5 separate regions of the Mus musculus genome follow, and regions 1, 2, 3 and 5 are each linked to region 4. A link is a contact called in public Hi-C, HiChIP or PLAC-seq and capture Hi-C data. All regions are on one chromosome and are shown on one strand. The core of a region is the stretch at or near the end of the contact, and the rest is flanking DNA. Distances in the headings are between cores, read along the strand shown.

The links. HiChIP or PLAC-seq counts read pairs in DNA pulled down with a chosen protein or histone mark. A called contact is a pair of places that touch in the nucleus more often than the background predicts. Capture Hi-C pulls out chosen DNA fragments and counts their contacts.
Region 1: a contact with region 4 is called in a Hi-C map of bone marrow-derived macrophages, with 14 read pairs. The contact joins two enhancer-like sites. A contact is called at or near these places in 1 of 484 Hi-C or Micro-C datasets (bone marrow-derived macrophages), 2 of 115 datasets of contacts at active chromatin or transcription factors (the 230-238 cell line and large pre-B cells) and 1 of 9 other capture datasets (embryonic stem cells).
Region 2: a capture Hi-C map of embryonic stem cells shows a contact between it and region 4, with 3 times the contacts expected there. The contact joins two enhancer-like sites. A contact is called at or near these places in 2 of 115 datasets of contacts at active chromatin or transcription factors (embryonic stem cells and large pre-B cells) and 1 of 9 other capture datasets (embryonic stem cells).
Region 3: a RAD21 HiChIP or PLAC-seq map of pro-B cells shows a contact between it and region 4, with 5 times the contacts expected there. The contact joins two enhancer-like sites. A contact is called at or near these places in 1 of 15 datasets of contacts at CTCF or cohesin (pro-B cells), 1 of 484 Hi-C or Micro-C datasets (centrocytes) and 4 of 115 datasets of contacts at active chromatin or transcription factors (the 230-238 cell line, embryonic stem cells and large pre-B cells).
Region 5: a contact with region 4 is called in a Hi-C map of bone marrow-derived macrophages, with 14 read pairs. The contact joins two enhancer-like sites. A contact is called at or near these places in 4 of 484 Hi-C or Micro-C datasets (B cells, bone marrow-derived macrophages and pro-B cells) and 2 of 115 datasets of contacts at active chromatin or transcription factors (bone marrow-derived macrophages and large pre-B cells).

The regions. Positions count from the first base shown.
Region 1 is chr16:24,912,563-24,916,530 of GRCm38.p6, reverse strand. All of the region lies in intron 10 of Lpp (LIM domain containing preferred translocation partner in lipoma), which reads right to left. Among named protein-coding and RNA genes, the nearest start is that of Gm52245, 27 kb to the left of the region's middle. Within about 2 kb of position 1,935, at least 143 of the 459 cell types and tissues checked have an H3K27ac peak or open chromatin away from gene starts, as enhancers often do. A contact at or near this core is called in the 230-238 cell line and bone marrow-derived macrophages, where this site is marked.
Region 2 is chr16:24,962,966-24,966,489 of GRCm38.p6, reverse strand. The region is part of intron 10 of Lpp (LIM domain containing preferred translocation partner in lipoma); the gene reads right to left. Among named protein-coding and RNA genes, the nearest start is that of Gm52245, 23 kb to the right of the region's middle. Within about 2 kb of position 1,944, at least 43 of the 459 cell types and tissues checked have an H3K27ac peak or open chromatin away from gene starts, as enhancers often do.
Region 3 is chr16:24,873,048-24,877,011 of GRCm38.p6, reverse strand. The region is part of intron 9 of Lpp (LIM domain containing preferred translocation partner in lipoma); the gene reads right to left. Among named protein-coding and RNA genes, the nearest start is that of Gm22672, 9.1 kb to the left of the region's middle. Within about 2 kb of position 2,656, at least 17 of the 459 cell types and tissues checked have an H3K27ac peak or open chromatin away from gene starts, as enhancers often do. A contact at or near this core is called in pro-B cells, where this site is marked.
Region 4 is chr16:24,345,987-24,349,960 of GRCm38.p6, reverse strand. No RefSeq gene overlaps it. Among named protein-coding and RNA genes, the nearest start is that of Lpp, 45 kb to the left of the region's middle. Within about 2 kb of position 1,855, at least 74 of the 459 cell types and tissues checked have an H3K27ac peak or open chromatin away from gene starts, as enhancers often do. A contact at or near this core is called in the 230-238 cell line, B cells, bone marrow-derived macrophages and 1 more, where this site is marked.
Region 5 is chr16:25,247,609-25,251,031 of GRCm38.p6, reverse strand. No RefSeq gene overlaps it. Among named protein-coding and RNA genes, the nearest start is that of Tprg, 37 kb to the left of the region's middle. Within about 2 kb of position 2,046, at least 72 of the 459 cell types and tissues checked have an H3K27ac peak or open chromatin away from gene starts, as enhancers often do. A contact at or near this core is called in B cells, bone marrow-derived macrophages and pro-B cells, where this site is marked.

The sequences.
Region 1 (3,968 bases), core at 686-3,185, 570 kb before region 4:
GAAAATCTATATTTTGATTTGGACATTAAAAAAAAAAAAAAGCAGCCCGTGTTCTGGCTTCTAGTTACCTGCTTGATTTGGAATGCTAATAATTCTTGTCTTTACTCCCTCACATCTTTTCCCAGGCAACAGTCAAATAAAATTACCAATTATTTTTGGAGTCTTTTTGATAGGCCCTTTGAGGAGAACCCCAACTGCCATAGCCAGTGTCCCCTTTCAGCTGGAAGGAGCCATATCAGTGACCATCCCAATTCCACAATAGCATTAAGGGATGCATCTTCATAGGAGAAAGGAGATGAGAAGACACGGATATGAGGAAGAAACTGGCCAGCTCAGGAGACTGCAAAGACCTCAAGGAAAACCAACTGTTCTCTGTCCAAGTTGGCCAAGACAGACATTGTAAACGTAACTTTTATTCTCCGGTAGTAACTGTTGTCTCCAAAGCTTACTGCCTCCTTCAGCTAATCTAGGCCTAGTTTTGGAAGCTTCTAGCCTCTGTACAATCTAATCTGGGGCTAGAATGTTTCCTGAGACTTACTGCTGAGCAAATTCATCCTTTCTTGGTCTTCCTGAACCCTAGCTGGCTGGTTCAACTCTCCTGTCCTGCTCTCCATGAACTCTAGAATATCCTGTACTGTGCGCTTTTCTTCCGGTGCTGTCTGTCTCTCCATTAAGCAGCTTTCCTTTCCCCCTCCTCTCTTTGGAGAGTTGGGCATATCCTATTCTGTCAAATCTTTCTCTGATTCATCACGTTTCCTGCCACTCAATTCAAACATGAGTGCTTCCTTCTACAAGCTAATGTTACCTTCATTGTTTGGGACTAAAGGTGTGTGCGAAGGGTATGTTTGTATTCCAGCCAGATGGATTAAAGGTATGTGCTAAGATCTGAACCACACCCTAACTAGAAGCAGGTTCAAGTATCCCGTACCAAGAAGTGTCCTTGGGCCTCATGATACACTCATCCTTGCCAGAGGCTTAGAGATGCCAAAAATGTTTAGGAGTCCTCATTCTTGATATGTTTCTTAAATGACTTTAAGGTCGCCTCTCCTAAAAAAGCAATGTTAGTGTAGCAACAAAAACTCCTTTATGAAAAAAAAAAAAACTTATGGTCACATGAATAGCATCTCTAGCCTGGGTGTAGACCTCACATCACAGTTGGAATGTGCCAATCATTTGGCCAAGGGATCCCCTCTTGAAAGGCAGCTCATCCCTCACCACTGTGAACAGTCAGATGGAATAGTAACTCTTTAATGAGATGCTGCAGCTTTCCTTACCATAACTCCTGTTCTTAGTGTAGAACCTTACCAGGCCACAGCCATACAGCTTTGCAATGGAAGTCTGCCTGCTGTTCTGAATCATTCAGACAAGGGTAATGTCTCCCTTTCTTTTCTATAGGAGAGGAAGGAGGAGGAGGAGGGGGAAAAGGGGAGGAGGAAGAGGAGGAGGAAGAGGAGGAGGAGACCTGTGTCACAGAGCAAGACAGAAAATGATCACTTTGAATCAATTTTCAAAGACAAGATGATGCTGGAATTGGTCATATAGCATTTAGGCATAAAAATGTGAACAAGATATTTCAGTACCAGGCATAGAATCAGAAAGGCAAGGTCAAACATGATTTCTTGGGGACTATAAAGGAGGCCAGGATCAGTATAGTATTAGACAGAATGCATGGGGTCAGACAACTGGGGTCAAACACAAACCTAATTCACAGAATTTCTACATGTAAAGGTTTAGACAATTCTATGATTTTAATTTATGAGCAACAATTAGTGTGTAGGAACAGTCACACATGAGGCATCATGGAAAGACAGACTGGACTGACTTACATACGTTACAGCCACTTGAATTGTCCCTCACTCCTATGGCATGTGGCAGTCTGGGAAAGAACATGCTGGGAGCCTGACTCTGGCTTTCTAGCAAACTATGACAAAGACAGGCTTCATGCTCTGCCGGCTTCTGTCCTGTTGTGCTTTGCCAAGTCACTGAAGCCCACAACCCTTGGTCGGCTCAGAGCCCAGAGCTGTATCTGTGTTTCCAGGACAGCTAGCTAAACACAATGCCTCTCAGAGCTACTCTATTTCTTGAGGAGAAAACACAATCAACAAATTTGTTGTCAGGGCAGATTTGTGAGGCTGGCAGTTTGAGATCTAATTTTAAAGCTTGTCCAAATTTTGGAGAGGAAACCTGCCATTTCAACAGGAAGAAAAGGAATGAAGATTAAGGAGGTCTAGCTCAGTCAGGATAGATATTTTTTTAAAAGATTATAAAAGGGGGAGCACCATGGCTCACACTGTACAGAAAAGTGGAGTATGCTGGCTTCAGAAGGATTTACGCTGGACCTCTTTCTGGAAACAAGTGCCAGGAAGTCATCTGTAATAAGCATTGCCTAACAGACAAAAAGACAGGGATGGCTCCAAGTTCAAGGTGTCTCTCCTAAATCATGTGATAGAAAATGCAGATGTGTTCACATCTGGAGCAGGAAACATGGTTTACTCTTTAGGTTGTATTTTAGCTGAGCCATGCTTTAATTTAAGCTCCTCTTTCTTTCAGCTTTAGAAAGTAAGGCGCTTCACAGAGAGAGATATGGAACACGGGGTGTGGCTAAAACCCACAACACTCAGGGAGCAGATTCTCTGTTCACTTACTCATGGTGCTGCCTCCGCCTCTTCCCTGCTGCCAAAGACCTTTCAGGAAAAGCTGGTAATGGATGAGTGTGTAAGAAATAATGAAATAGCTAAGCAGTCTTTGCCTTTTGGGAGAAAGCCCAAAGTCCTTAGCAAGACCTCTGTCCATCTCAAAACCCGCCTTACTTCAAGCTGCTCTCTCGGTCTCTGACCACAGTGGCCTCTTTCAGGTCCTCAAGTCAGCAAGTTCCACTGCCTGAGACGTCTAACCTCCTGTCCACTCCTCAGCTCAGTAAGGCATCACTTCCTTAGGAATGAGTGCCGTGACCCTTCTGTCTGTTCTTTATTGGAAATGAAAATCCTAAACCAGACTGAAAGTCTGCTTCACTGACTGTTCAACATCCACAGCTTACAAACAGCAGCCTCCTAGATGAGTTTTGTTAATAGGTAAATATATTTTTTCCTTCCCAAAAAATAAGGTGTCCCCAATTTTCAAAACAGAGAAATTAGAGGTTAAATTACCTAACTGGGGTGAACCAAGAACATATGTTTTAGTCACTGGTTCAAATTAGATTATTATAAGGAACACATATAGGAACAATATATAAGTTTATTTTACTTAGAGAAAGCTAAATCAACCACAGTTTGTTCTGAGGTACCACAGCTTCCTGTTTCAGACTGAACCACACCAATACGAATGGCTCTGGAATGGTGACAGAGAGCAAAGACAGGCTAGACATGCATCGAAGCATCCCTGCTTTGTGGCTCAGCTTAGTCATACTTCCAACCGTGTCTTGTAATTATCACCTGAGTCCCAGCCCATGGAGTATGGTAGAAGGAACATGGGGTCACTCTTCCAGGATGGCAATCAGCTGCAGCTCCTGATGAGACCCTGGCCACCATCTTTCCTCCTGTGTCCAAGGCTAAGGCTGTAGCCTGTGGGCCTTAGAGCTCTAGAGCAATGGTAGACCTGGCAGCAAAGTGGGTTCATGTCCCTGAGTCCACAAGTGGAAACCAACAAGGAGCCATTATTGAAAAAATAACTATTGTATTAAAGCACTAAGTTTTTAAATATGCAATAATAATATAACATAACATCAAAAACATATAGATGTAATATGTTGTCATTAATTTAACTAGTATTGGTGTGCTTATACACACACACACACACAGACACACACACACACTACCACCACTATGTGTGTATGGTGGTCAGAGGATAATTTTGGGCATCTGCTCTCACCTTCACCATGGGCTCCAGGCATGAGGGCAATAGCCTTGTGAAGCAAGCACTTTAAACTACTGAGCCCTGGGCCTGGCCTTGATGTTTATTGAGTTCCCTTC
Region 2 (3,524 bases), core at 695-3,194, 620 kb before region 4:
TACATTTTTGGTGAAATGAGCAATATCACAGAACAGGAAGGATTATAAGATGCTGAGGCGACATCTCATGTTTTAGGGAGCATTTTGGCCTTAGTGTAATCAAGAGAATATCAGGGAGAATGAAACTATTAGGACCTAGAATGTCTGTATAATTTTTTTCAGCCCAGAGATTACAACTTTCCACATGTACTTCCCTTGAAATGCTGTGGTTACAGAAGTGATGCCAAGGAGGCCTTCTAAGAGAGCCCAAACTCACTCCTTGGTGAGGAGTGTCAAAGGATAGAGGCTAGGAGATGCATACCACTCTGTTCACAAACTATCATCCTGGTATCACCCAGAAACCAAGGCCTGGATCATGACTATTGCTAAAAGCAGATTCACACGTCCCGGTTCCCTATGCAATGGGGAGCAACTCCAATGTTCGAGTTGTACTTCTTCTGTAGTTTTGTAGACACACTTTAGACTGAAAACAGAAGGCATTCAGGCTTCCTACCTACAAGTTACATGTAAAGAAATGAAGTCAGGAAACACATCGTGATCTTAGGACCACCTGTCTCCTAAACTCCTACACCACCAGACAGAAAACTCATTGCTGGGCCCCAGCATTTACAATGGTGTTTCTGCATAACACTGATGCTTCATGAATTTTAATTAGAAGATAAACCAACAAATTATGGATAATTTATTTAAAGTAAAATTATTTTACGTAACCATGTAAAAACCTGCCAGAGAGTAAGCTTAAGTGAGTTTCAGGTGTACCATACTTGAGAGGATTACGAGGGGGCAGAGGAGGGTCTCCAGAGTCCATGGGTTATCATCTGGGAACGCAGATGCTCCATTTCCTTCAGTGTTCTGCAGATGCCATCGTTATCTACATGAACGGTGAGGTGAACCGTGAGAAGCACACTTCAAGTGTGAGGGTTAAAACAGACTGGTAGTTCCAATCCACAGAAAGAGCTTGGTCTATGATTCAGCAAATTTCTCCTCAAGTGCCAGTGTAATTATTTAAATTCAAATAGTTCTACTGCCTAACTCACTTATGGAATGTTAATTTCTTCTTGGTTCTGACGATCAAGAAGGCTTCCCAGAGGATGGCAATGCTGTAGCGTCTCCAAAAGCAAAGACTTCATGCAGCCCTGGGAGCTCCCAGGAGCTCCCAGTTAAAACCCCAGCAGCCCTGCTTCCCAGCTGAGCACACATTTCCTACCACAAACTGTCCTGCACTGCGGGCTGCCCTCCTCCTGTATCCTGACCACAATGTATATTTTATATTTGTATCTGTGTTTCAAGCAGACGAGAAATAATGACAGCAAATTCAGTGTTATCTCTAAACTGTGATTTTCTAATCAGAATAAAAAATCTTCTTTATTGATAAAAATTATGACCCCCCCCCAATTTTGCTAGATGATATCAAAACCCTCTAAACTATTTTCTGGTGATGTCATGAGTTTCTTTTTTTACACATACACACAAACATACACACACAGACACACATTCACACAGATACAGATACACACAGAAACACATTGAGACACACTCATACACATGCTTACATAGAAAGACAAGCAGAAACACACACACACACACACACACACACACACACACACACACACACACACACATGATACCTATAAAACACATAGCTGGGGATTCTGTAAAAAAAATTCAACTTTCATTTTTTTATATGAAATCTTTCTGAGGATAACTCTTTGGATTGTTGCTTATAACTCTTCAAACTTCTTAAAATTCTCTTTAAACAAACACTTCATATGCCTCCTCTAATGAGCTCCCTCTGCCTGAGCTGAACACCCTGGAAGTGCAGCGAGAAATGAAAGTCTGAGATACCCTCCCTTCATTCCCAAGTTTCCAGAGCAGTAGGAAGAAAGCACATCTACAAACAACTGCTTAAAAGCACAGGGTATGGACTTTCACAAAGACATGAACAACCTGAAATGGCAGAGAAAAGAGGAACTAATTGAAAATGGGGGAGAACAGGCTGCTCTCTGTGGTTTATGATGACACCTCTCTTCTTGGTGGGGTTTGATTTGCCACTGAAAAGAAAACTGGCTTGAATCCTCTTTGGAACTGATGTTATGTTCTAATAAGAGTCTTCATCATTATCTAAGCCCCCTTGAGAGATGTCTTAGACAAGCCTACCTTCAAACAAAACTCACTCTCCAGGTAGAATATTGTAACAAAAAAAAAAAAAAACAAAAACTTTGAAGTGGTGTGGGAGAATTCAGTATTTTCAGGCAAGAACATGCATATGAACAACTGAACATTTCAGAGAAATGTAGAATTATTAATATAGGAACATGAAGTTTTGTTTATATTTGAATTATATAAATTAGCTTTAAAATACAAAAGAGTAGAGCTGGGAGATGTCTCACTTGGCAAAGTGCTTATCAAGGAAGCACAGAGACCTGCCTTCATTCACTAGGACTTAGGTTTTTGTTTTTTTTTTAAAGCTAGGTGTGAGGGACTGGAAAGATGGTTTGTCCATTAACAGCACTGCCTGCTCTTCCAGAAGACCCAGGTTCAAATCCAGAACACACATGGCAGCTCACACCCTTATGCAACCCCAGTTCTGATAATTCAACATCCTCTTTGGAGAAACTGCTCCCATGTGGTACACAAACATACATATTGCCCCAAACCCATACACAAAAAAATGAAAAATGCAAATTCCCAAAGCCAGGTGTAGTGGCACATGTTCTAACCTAGTGCTGAGAGGTAGATCCATGTGGCTCACTGGCCATCAAGTCCAGCTTACTGGTCAAATTCCAGGTCAACAAGAGACCGTATCCAAACAAACAAACCAACCTTTTGATTAAAAACGAACATTAGTATAGCTACTCCTTAAGGCTCAGAGAAGTGGTTTGTCATTTTAAAGCCTGTAACCATGTTGAATGGTAGGTCTTCCAAAATCCTTTTCTTGGATGTGTCAGAATCCCTGAGAAATGGAGGGAGGTAAAGCTACCTTCATGCCAGGGGCAAATTAAAAGATCACAGAACTCCAGTGAGACTATCGTGAGAGGGGAAGAAAGAATAGAATTCCTTTCCTTCCGAGCCAAGTCCAATCAGAGAGCTGTCTTTACAACATCTTCAAGGCATAGTCTTGTTAGGGCTTATTCACGTGAGAACCGCAGCAAGCCTGACATACAGTCAAAGAACTGCTGCTGACTTCAGGAGGCTGGGTTTCAAAGTCTAAGAATTAAGTGACATTTGGTGTCCTCACCTGCTAAGATTGGAAGTGTCTCCATATATTTTTAATAGTTAATTGAGATCCCATATGTGGGAGGAAGGATTTAGTTCTGGTATGTAATGCTAGCTTTAATGTTGATCTTATATAACTTTTCTTCATTAAAAAAAGTAATCTCCAGGCCTTTATCTCCACCAAAGAAAATCTAGCACCAGACATGGGCATTAACTGTGCATGCACAAGACCTCAGATATCTCCAGAGCAGTCAGCAGGGGAGGCAGAATGGAGAATTTCTATGCTACACATCTTAAGGTGATCAGGA
Region 3 (3,964 bases), core at 1,407-3,906, 530 kb before region 4:
AGTCATGGTTGGCCTCTACTTCTCTACTTTCTCCTTTTCTCTGCCTCTACTACCCTCTTAACTCTCTATTGAGTTGCCCTGAATAAACTCTTTTCTACACTATACAGTCCTGTGGCTGGTCTCTCAGGGGTGTGGCTGGTCTCTCAGGGGTGTGGCTGGTCTCTCAGGGGGAAGGGGATGCCTTGGTATGGGCCGGCTAAGGCACCCCCTTCACCCACACCCCACCACACCCCCTTAGAACATATATTAACACCGCTTTATCTTTTTATGATCACAACAACAAATACAAGCAGAGCCAACACTTGCTCATTTGTTACTCAGTGCTAAAATCCATGCTGTCTATTATGCCTGGCTATAAAGTATGGTACCAGCAGTTGGCAGCATGGTTGGGGAAGAGGGGATGATTCCAAAAGTGTTTCAAAATACACAGAATAAAGGAACAGACTAAATGGGCAAAGAGGAAAGAGTGGAGGACAGCTTTCACATTCCCATTGTGGACATAGTTTGTGGGGGACTGTAGAGGTTAATTTAATAAGGGCCCTCACATGTACATTTGTTTATGTGCCTTTACATGAGAGTACATGGTTTTAAATGTGGTGTGTGTGTGTGTGTGTGTGTGTGTGTGTGTGTGTGTGTGTGTGTGTATGTAGAGGTAGAGGTAAGTAGGTAGGTAGGTAGCTACACTTTTGAATATTCATGACCTGTGTAGCTTTGTTGTGCATGGTAGTAGTTCAGTAGTTGTAAGTAAAACATAAAAACTCACCATGAAGAACAATATTGGAGAGAAGAAGCAAGTTTTACATCATCCAGTCCCCAGCAGTATGCAAATACTACCCCAATCGTTAGCAAATGTTAAGGAGAGAAGAGTCACATGCACACACATACTAAACCAAAGACTGGCCTGACCAGATTCAAATAGAAACCTGGTTATCAAAGCTTCTTACATACCCACATGAGGCTACTGCAAGATGGGGATCTGGTTACTTGCCTAATAGATGCACTTATATCTTGTGACTAGATCTCTGTCAGTCTCTTTCAGAAGGAAAGATTTACAGGCACTGAGAGATGTTCAGTAGAGTGGTCAGAACTGCTACAGGTAGGATGCTGCCCCAAGGAAAGCTGTAGGCAAGAGTCTCTTCAAGCTTTGGAATTTTCATGACAAAGCCCTCCTACTGTGCGCTTTAGTGGCTGGTTCTCAGGGAGGCAGGGGTGAGTTGTACTGTGCCTTTTACCTACCAAAATTTAACAGTAACACAAGGACTAGGGGGTGGGCTAATGCTCTTCTGTTTAGTGTATCTGAATAGTTTCCCCTTTTCAGACCTAATCAAATCAAAGCTGACACAGAAAAAAGAAGAACAGGGACTCCATTTCCATTCAAAAGCTTCTTTAGCCGTATGCCTTTTACAGGACATAACCAACTGATGCTCCCTGCCAGAGTCACTAGAAGCACTACATTTCACCCCAAATCTGTCCATGATGATCAAAAGAGTGAAATGAGAGACAGAGACAGAGAGAAGGAGGAGGAGGAAGAGGAGAAGAAGAAGAAGAAGAAGAAGAAGAAGAAGAAGAAGAAGAAGAAGAAGAAGAAGAAGAAGAAGAAGAGAAGAAGAAGAAGAAGAAGAAGAAGAAGAAGAAGAAGAAGAAGAAGAAGAAGAAGAAGAAGAGGAGGAGGAGGAAGAGGAAGAGGAAGAGGAAGAAGAAGAAGAAGAAGAAGAAGAAGAAGAAGAAGAAACGAAGGGAGGGAGGGAGGGAGGGAAGGAAGGAAGGAAGGAAGGAAGGAAGGGAGGGAGGGAAAGAATGGGTCAGATTCTTAAAATCTAAGTAGACCGCACTGGGAAAGTTTCATCAGGATATTTTACTTAGGTAAATAAGGTTCAATCAGGCACGTGCACACAAACTTTAAATATTAAGGGGGAAAAGCATAAACAGCCTTTAAGTTCTTATTGTTTCTAAAGAAGCCCAAAAAAGGTGTGCAGAAATGAGGAAACTCTGCAGTATGTATGGTTCACTAACCCTCACTTAAGCATGCTTCAGTCTAACGGGAAAAAAAATATAGAAATGTACTTCATGGTGTTTATTTCCATATACTAAAATTTAAAATTTTATTTCTGTGTCTGCATGTGTGCCTTCTTGCATGTGTGTGTACTGTGTACATGCAGGTGTCCCGGAAGCCAAAAGAGGGTATTGGATCCCCTGGAACTGGAATTAGGAGGCTGTGAATACTAGTGTGGGTATTAGGAACCATGTCTTGGTTCAAAGAGGAACAAGTCTTCTTAGTTGCTAAGCCATACTATACTTTTGGATATTCTGTAAATGTAATAACCAAGGCCATTTTACGTAAATGTTTTGATTATTTTTAATAAATGTAAAAGCTATAGTTAACACCATGACCAAGCCAGAACTATCACCCATGTCTTTCTCTTGGCATTCCTCCCTACCCTCAGCAAGTCAGTCTTTCACATTTTACCAGCTTATTTCCCTATGTGTCCATTTTACTGTGTGACGATGATGCAATTTGTCCTTTCACCTACAGATGGAGTCTTGGGCCACTGCCAATTTTGACTACTACAAATAAAGTTGACATCAACCTCTATGTTCAAGTCTGTGTGAAAACAGGGGTTTTGTTTGCTTTAGGCGAACATGTTGGAGAAAAGCTTGGTTATGTTTACTGTGTGTTTAATTTTTAAAGACACTGCTAAGATCTTTTAAAAGTATCCATTGTACGATCCTGTTCTCAGCAGTTCAGGAGAATCTCAGCCATTTCACATCCCAGTTCGCGCCTGGGACGTGGCAGAGCCTCGAATCTCTTCAATTTGAATTTGTTCCTAACTCAAGTAAGGGGACACTTTAGGAAGTCTCTTCTTGGGGACCACAGATACCAAGCATATTTTTAGTTGATGATTTTTCCCAGAAAAGCATCTGTTTAAACCTTTTGCCTCCTTTTGTTTTTTGTTTTGATTGAGTTAGAAACCTGCTCTCTGTATACTGGACACATATCATTTTGGATGCATGGCTTGGTGTTTCACATTTCAATGGTTTCTTCTGAGAACAAGTTTTAGATTTTTCTGCTTTTCGTTTTTTGAGGACAGGGTCTTGTTTCAAGCCCTGGCTGGTATGGATGTAAATTTTAGTTCTCTTGTCAAGAGTTTCCATGTCCTGGACTTACACGCTTTTAGAATGTTGATGAAATTGAATTTATCTTTCAATAGATTTATTTGGGTATATCCTACATTAAATCTTTGACTGCCCTAATTTCATAAGAACTTTCTTGGGAGTGTTTTTTTTCATAAAAACTTTATAATTTTGGCTTTTATTTCTAGCTTTTGATCCAAAATATACATAAGACTTCTATAGTTTAAAATTAAAAAAAAGTCACCGAGCAAAATGAAAGAACACTTACATCAAGGAACAGATACATCATGTTCATGGTTTGGAAGTCCTTTTAAGGAGTCAATGCTTCTCATTTGAATTATGAGTAATCCTGCGGGCTTTATCAATATGAATTGACAAGCCACTTCTAGAATGCAAAAGGATGCAGAACAGTCCAACCAATTTTGACAATAACAGAGGTGGATATTTTGCTCTCATCCTCTATCTACACAAAAAAAGAAAGTGGGACAGGGAGATGCTGTGTTGCTCAGGGTGGAACTGACCTTGTAACATTGTTGCCATAGCCTCTACAGTGGCTGAGACACGTACCACTATATTCAACTTGCTGAAGGATGTAAACGGTTTGAAAGCAAGGTTTACTGTAAGGCACCATAACTGAGGCACAGGGTAGACTGTAGACTGGCACAGACGTGTAAAAGTTTCAAACTTGGCAGGTTGTGGTGACAAATGTCTTTAGTTCCAGTAATTGGGAGGCAAAGCCAGTTGGATCTCCATGAGCTTGAGGCCAACCTGATCTTCACAGTGAATTCTAGACCAGCAAGGGCTACACAGTGAAACCCTGTTTCAAACAGAT
Region 4 (3,974 bases), core at 606-3,105:
CCAGAGAGGTCCTCATACTGTCATTATTACAACTTGGTGTTCTGGACGGTCTATTCTTCTTTCTTGAGATCAAAGGCTTTAAAATAAGTAACAGATTTAACCCACTAAGAATTAACTTGTGATATTTTAGGTTAAACAGAATATATCTGATATTCTTCAATTGACATTAGGGAAAATCATTCTGGCATGCTGTCACTCTGGTGCTAGGTTTCTAGGTAGAGAAACCCAAATGGTAGAAAATAAATCAATTTTGTTTTTTGAAAGTATATTGATCTGAGGGCAGGGGATAGGAGATTTCTGGAGGGGAAACTAGGAAAGAGGGTATCATTTGAAATGTAAATAAAGAAAATATCTAATAATAAAAAAGACAGTATATTGATTTGATAAAGATAAGTTACTTATAGATTAATCAATATATTCCAGGCACTGTGCTGGGCAGAGAGGAGAGTAATGAATGAAGCATATGTTTGACCATTCGGCTTAATAATAGTCAAGGAGTGGACGAGTGAGCAGGAAGTCAAGACAGTTGGGAAGCTGTACCACAGGACTAGTCAGTGAGCAGGAAGGGGTAGGGACCTGTGTTACATGGAGAAGGGATCAGAAAAGAAATGATGGTTGAATCACTGGGCAGGTCTGCTTGTCATTAGGTATGTCATTTGCTGATGGTCCCTTAGCCAGCTTTTGCTGTTGTCCTTTGTTTTGGGGTGCTTGGAATTCAATCAGGGCCTTGGGTGTGCTCGGCAAGTACCCTACTGTTGGACTACAGCCCCAACACTGTTTATCTATTCTTTAACCTCTCTCTTTTCCTTATTTTGCTTGCTTGGTTTTGTTTTTCAGACGGGGCCTCACTATATATAGCTCAGCTAACTTGGGACTCCTTCAAGTGTTGGGAGTGAATGCCTGGGTCACCATACCCAGCTTTCTTTTGGTTCTTTAGCAGTTATTAATCAGGACCATGACAGGTACACTTTGGAAGTCTGACCTTTCCAAGTCTTTTGTTCAAGTCATCTTCCCACCGTGGGTGGCCACTGGACCTAATTCTAGCTAAGATGGTAAAAACAGGAAACAGATGCAGGGATTCTTAGAAGTATTTGTTTTGTGGCACAGGTGCCATATTTTCCTTCCATCCCACCCTCAGCACCAGACTGTGTGTGAGGGTTGGCAATGGAGTCACCAGAACCCAACTGCCATTAAATAAATCTAGAGAGTTTTGACCCAACACAGTTACAGTGAACCTATTGATCCTCTTGGCCATCATGAACAACGTTGTATGTGAAAAACAATTCCTTAGCATTAGTGATCTAGGTCTTTGTTATAAACTTGTATCTTACAGGTTTGAGAGTACTTTTGACTTAGACCTCTTGTTTTGATAACCTCTTAACAAAGTTATCTATTATAAACAACTCTTAAAAAAAAAAGAAAACAAAACAAAAAAGATCTAGAGCAAAGAAAAGAAGAAAAAGCAAGCCAAGTCAAGCCAGCCACAAAGGGGCTGTAGATAGCATCTCTTTGGTTACTCCTTTTTCCTCCACAAATGAGGCACTACTAAGATTTATCACTGTGAGATTGAGACAAGAGTTATAGGTGTCTGGCCTCCTGTCTCTGCACCACCGTATATTTCTTTAATGAAGTGTGAGACCAGAGCTCCATAAATTCCCATAGTAGCAGAAGCAGGCAGGAGCTCGTCAGCGGAGCTATTCAGGGAGCCCAGCATCACTCTTTGCGTATTAGAGAAGTTCACAGCTGGCTAAAAATAGGCTTGGAGAGAAGAAGTCGCTTTTAGACCGCAGCTCATTTTGGATTTCTCTGGAGCCCCATTCTGGGCCACCGTGTATTTCCTTTTTCCTTTCGTTCTAGTAAGAGCACCCAGGCGGGTCAGAGACAATAGCTGCATGGTTATCTTTAGTTCCACTGTGCACTGAAAGCAGAACTCCGAAGAAATAACAGTAAGCCCCGGGGTACATGGACTGTTACTGCTTTTTAATAAGCGCTAACGCGAATCGAGTCTTTCCTGTGTCCTGGTCTCAGTGCTTGCTTTAAATTCTCAAAACAACCCCAGGAAAGAAAAAAAAAAGCTATTAATAGCCTCCTCCCATCTTTAATGAGGAACCAAAGATTCAGAGCAGACAAGCAACCTGTTTCCAGCCATAGAGCCCTGGGGTGTGAACCAGCGTCTGATTCTTTTCAGAGCCTGCACCCTCAGTGCCACCCCTGTAAGGATACACGCGCCTTTCTGCATCCCATTAGTATGACTCTTGTTGTAGGCCAATGAAGCAAGCAGAGGGGGACACTCCAGGGCCTCCTCGGGGAACGGACTACACACATGAAACCGGGACTTGAACTGTCAGTTTTGGAATCTTTCAAGACACAGGCAGCTCAGTCATGGAGTACACGTGGAATCCTCTCACGAGACTGCGTTCTAAGATTCAGCAATGGGTCCTCTGTCAAGGAACCAGCTGGCCCTGGGCTGCCCTGATTTATTTAGGGTCTTTGAAAGACATGTTCCTCCCTTATACCTGTAGTGAGCGATGTTTGGTACTTGTATGTACGACCTCAAATGTAATACTGTTTTCACGGTTGATCAAGCAGTCCTTCCTTCATATTGCAGGATCGAAGTGTGAGTTGGAGAGGGTAAATGTCTCCCGTGGAATGCGGCCAAGTTAGCTGATAAAGCTAATACCAGATCTCTTTGAACGTTTAAATTATCGAGTGACAAGAGAGCTGAGCCTTAGTTTATAGGGCTGAGGGTAGGTATTGTGCACGTGGATTTTTTTTTTTTTTGAAATACCTGAGTTTTGAAAAATAACGGTGTTCTGCCCACATTTTCAAGCACAGTGGTAGTCAAAAGAAAAACTCTATGGAGGTAATAATACCTTGTATTTTAAATACTACTTGTCTCTGAAAAGCTCAAAGCACTCTATAATCATTTCCTTATTATCACTCTCAAAACTTCCTGGGTCAAAAAGTTACAAAGTTTGTATCTTAACAAACGGGCCTCAGTTTCCTCTTTGGACATAAGTGGTTAGATGGTGAAGTTATCCTCTTAGAACTGTCAGTCCCAACAGTTTTCCTGCTCTCCCCTTCCCCAGCCTCAGAAGCACCCTCCCAACCCCCAACCCCTGCCAGCCAGGAACCCTGCTTAACTCTTTGTAAACCTAACAGGGGAGTCTCATGGTATAGAACCGTGAACTATTTCAAGTTACAAAGGTTCATGCAGGTAAGGCTAAAGGTGGAGATGCTTCCAGGTGGGCAGGGGCGAAAGGCCAGAGAGGTACGGTGGCTCCCAGTCTGTCAATTTGGATGCTTGGAATTGGTGTTTGTCTTAGGGTTTTACTGCTGTGAGCAGACACCATGGCCATGGCAACTCTTATAAAGAACAACATTTAACTGGGACTGGCTTACAGGTTCAGAAGTTCAGTCCATTATCATCAAGGCAGGAGCATGGCAGCACCCAGGCAGGCATGGTGCAGGAGAAGCTGAGCGTTCTACATCTTCATCTGGAGGTCAGTAGGAGACTCTTTTCCAGGCGGCTAGGACTAGGGTATTAAAGCCCATGCCCACAGTGACACACCTACTCCAACAAGGCCCCACCTTCTGATAGTGCCACTCCCCGGGCCAAGCATACATAAACCATCACAGTGTTAGGTAGTACTTTTATGAAAATATTTTGTTGTAGTTTTAAATAAAATAAAAGTGGTCAGTGAGACCCATCTTTTTTATTTTATTGAAGCTCTGCCTCACTACAGGTTGTACGTACTCCCCGACTCTTAGTGCAGACCCACAGCACAGGGCTGAGACCCTGGGTTCTGGAATATGCGTGACTGAGCAGACTTCTTCTTAGAGAGTGAAAGGGATTTATTCTCCCCGAGCACCTTGATTAGAAGACTCAGGAAGAGGCAGGCGTAGCAGTTAGCACATGCTGTTTCTAACTAGTCCCCAAATGGTTCTCCACCTCGACTAGGTCATAAAGAAAC
Region 5 (3,423 bases), core at 797-3,296, 900 kb before region 4:
ACCGTTTTAGACAGCTCACAACTGCCTCTGCATCTGGCTCTGTGGGATCTGATGCTCACTTCTGACCTCAATAGGCACTTGCGTGCATGCAGTCCACACAGCTCAATAGGTACATAAATAAAAATAATTAAAAAGAGAAATCTCGGGAAGCTGAGCACATTTCTTTGTTTACTTCTAGACATCAGTATCACCTGCTTGGAGTAGAAGGAATGGTGCTAAAAGTGAGGTGGCTGAGCCTGTCAGCAGGACACGTTACCCTATGGCCTTTTGAGCATTATGTATCATTTAATGTATCATCTATTAGGCCATCTGTAAGACATGGATGATGACAGGAAGGATTCATTGGCTGGCTTTGTTTGTTTGCTTGCTTGCTTATTAAAGAGAATGCTGGCAACAGGTGCTTCTTGTTCCAGACATACAGCTAGACTGTTGTCCCATCCTCATTTCACACATGAGGAATGCAGGACCCAGTGGGAACAGGTGACTCACCCACCCTCAGACAGGAAGCCAGGGCACAGCTGCCTGACAGAAGTTCAGTGTTGCAGGGATCCCAAGGGCCAAGACTCAGGGTGAAATCAAAGCTGTGTGATAGCTAACACCAAATGTCAATTCGACCAGAACTTGAGTCGGTATGGAAACGATCCTTTAAATAAGTCTAGATTTGGTTCATTGAGGTGGAAAAAGACACCCTGAAAGTGGAAGGTATGATTCTATGGGCTGGGGTTTCGATTTGAATGAAATGAGAAAGTGAGGTTGAACATCTTTCATTATGCCTGCTTCCTGATTACAGATGTAATAGGACGCATCGCCTCCTGCACCTACCCTGCCACCATGGCCTGTGTACTCTGGAACTTTAGGTCTAAATTCATACTTCCTCTGTAGGTCACTTTAGCTGGGAATTTTATCACAGCAGATAGAAAAGCTACTAGCGTAGGTTGGAAAGGAAATGTGGAGCAAGTAGTGAACCTGTGTCAGTCAAAACCACCAATGTCAAACACATGGTGCAGGTAACTTTTCCCTCACTGCCTGTCCCCTATGTCTATCAAATGGAAATTATGCATTTGTCATTTTCAATCACCTGACTATATAGTTTTCCAGGTCCCATCTACTCAGCTCAATGACCTTAACACACACCAAAACATGTACTGGTAAAAAACATTTTATGTTGCTATCCTCCAGCGATTAGATCTATCGATGTCATCGTCTCTCCTATGTGCTTTCTAAGTTCAGGGGCTTACGTTGTGCTGGACAAGCATCCAAGTGACAGCAGATGTAGTTGGCCTTCCTGAGCTTGCTTCATTCTACCTCCCATGGTTGGAGTTCCCATCTTTCCGTAGTCTCTGTTTCTTGCCTCCCTGTTTCCACAGCATACAGAGTCCAGACCTTTAATGGCACTCAGGCTCCGACACCGGGTCCCATTCGTTCATTCCAATTTTCCATGTTCTTCTTCCTCACATATACACTAAATTTTAAGCTATACCCAGACTCAGTGTTAAAGTCTAAATTCAGGAGGCCAAACTGGCTTGTCTACCTAGTAGGAACCACTAGAATGTTCCTCTGTTCTGCCACACCCTCTCAGTCTCAGACTTGCCCTGTTGAAAGCATCACCTTCCTCGTAGTTTCAAAACACGTGCCCTTGCCTTCCTCCTACCTCCTTAGATGGCCCTTTGCCAATCTCTCTCTGTGCCCTGGAGTGTGAGCCTGGAGGAACAACTTGCATTACTTGAGATGAAATTAGATGCAGATGCTAGAAGGGAGTAATACTATAGAAAGAAGCAGAAGAAAAAAACAAACCAAGCATACAAACAAACCACCAGCTTTTGGCTTCCGATGAAAGTATGTCTACATAGCTTCAAATCAGAGCTGTGCGGCTGGTTCTCCAGAGTAGCACCTGGAACGCTGTTTACCAACCCTTTCTCTTGTCTGTTCAGTTGCTTGCGATGCTTTGAAGTCTGCAAAAACTACTATCTCCAATCAGAGCTGGGTTTCCTCTCCAGACAGGAAGACTGCCCTTCAACAGAGAAGCTATGCTTCTATTTGTGGTCTGACTATAGCTATGACTCATCCAGTCAAGCCAGAGGCTGTTTTGATCCTTCGCTGTCCAGAGTCTGTTTACAGTTGTAATTTTCTCTCTTTCCTTTCGTCTTGCTCTCTCCACTCTTCTGAATTATCAGAAGAGTCATACACATTTGACAAGTAGAACCTGTACAGGAGAGAGTATTACAAGTGAACACACTTTCTCATGACACCCACAAATAAATGCTTGTGTTTACAGGTCTGATGACGGAGTTCCAGTAATGACTTGGCCTTTTTTTTTTTTACTTGATTAAATATTCCCCTGGGCCTGCCAGTCTGGACTTCGGTTATTTAACGAGGACGTTGGAACACAACCTCAAGACGTCTGCAAAACTGACCTTTTCTTAAGGTTTACTCCCAGAGCAAAGTAAAGCTTGCGTTAGACTGGATGGCTCCGGGATACCAGTTTGTAATTCACGCTCCTCAAATCCCACCAGAACCACGGAGAACCATGGGGCATATGATGGAAATTCCACGTTGCACTTGGAGAAATGGAAATTAAAGAGGAGAAGGCAACTTGTCACAAGTCACAAGAGTAGTCACAACACAACAGTGTCTCACTGAAGGGCTTGCACTGAACATCGATCAGCTCGAGGTTGACTGTCCACAGTGTACAAACTTCCTGGGTCATTTTATGGCACTGCTATGCACTCTCTTCTCTTCTGCTCAGGAATGTCACTGGCTAGAGGGACCATGGACCAGAGCAGGTAAAATGAAAGACAAGCACAAAACTGACCTATTTTTTTAAGAGCTGTCTTACTGTTAGACTTGGACACGATACAGAACACTCTTAAGAGCCATGAGTGATCTGAAAGTGTACCACCTCAGAGGCGCCACACCTACCTCCTCTCCTCTAGACCTTCATTTTCAGACCATTCTCTACAGTAGAGTTAATTCACACTTACATGAAGTTTGAAGGAGAAACCAGAATCACCAAGAACATTTTAGCTATAAGGACTTTGTTCTGCTTGGGAGAATTATTGTATCCCAACTATGACACCTTATTTTCTTCAAAATAGAATTCAGCTGACACTTCTCAACTCTAATATTAAAGATTATCCTTTGGTACAAATTTTGCACAAGCTCACTGTAGACCATTCAGAATGCACACATATATTTTTTACACAGAAAGAAAATAATTTGTAAACCAAAGATCCCTATTTGCTACACCTATATTTAGTTAGAATCAAATTACAATAATTTGTAATTGTGTTATAAGAGATCTCCAGATCATTGAAAAATAAAATGTATACATGCACAGCCACACACATGAAATTCCCCAGTAGAAAGCCCTGAACTTTAAATGTAATCTTTTATAGAGTAGACATGGCTTATCAACAGCTGCCC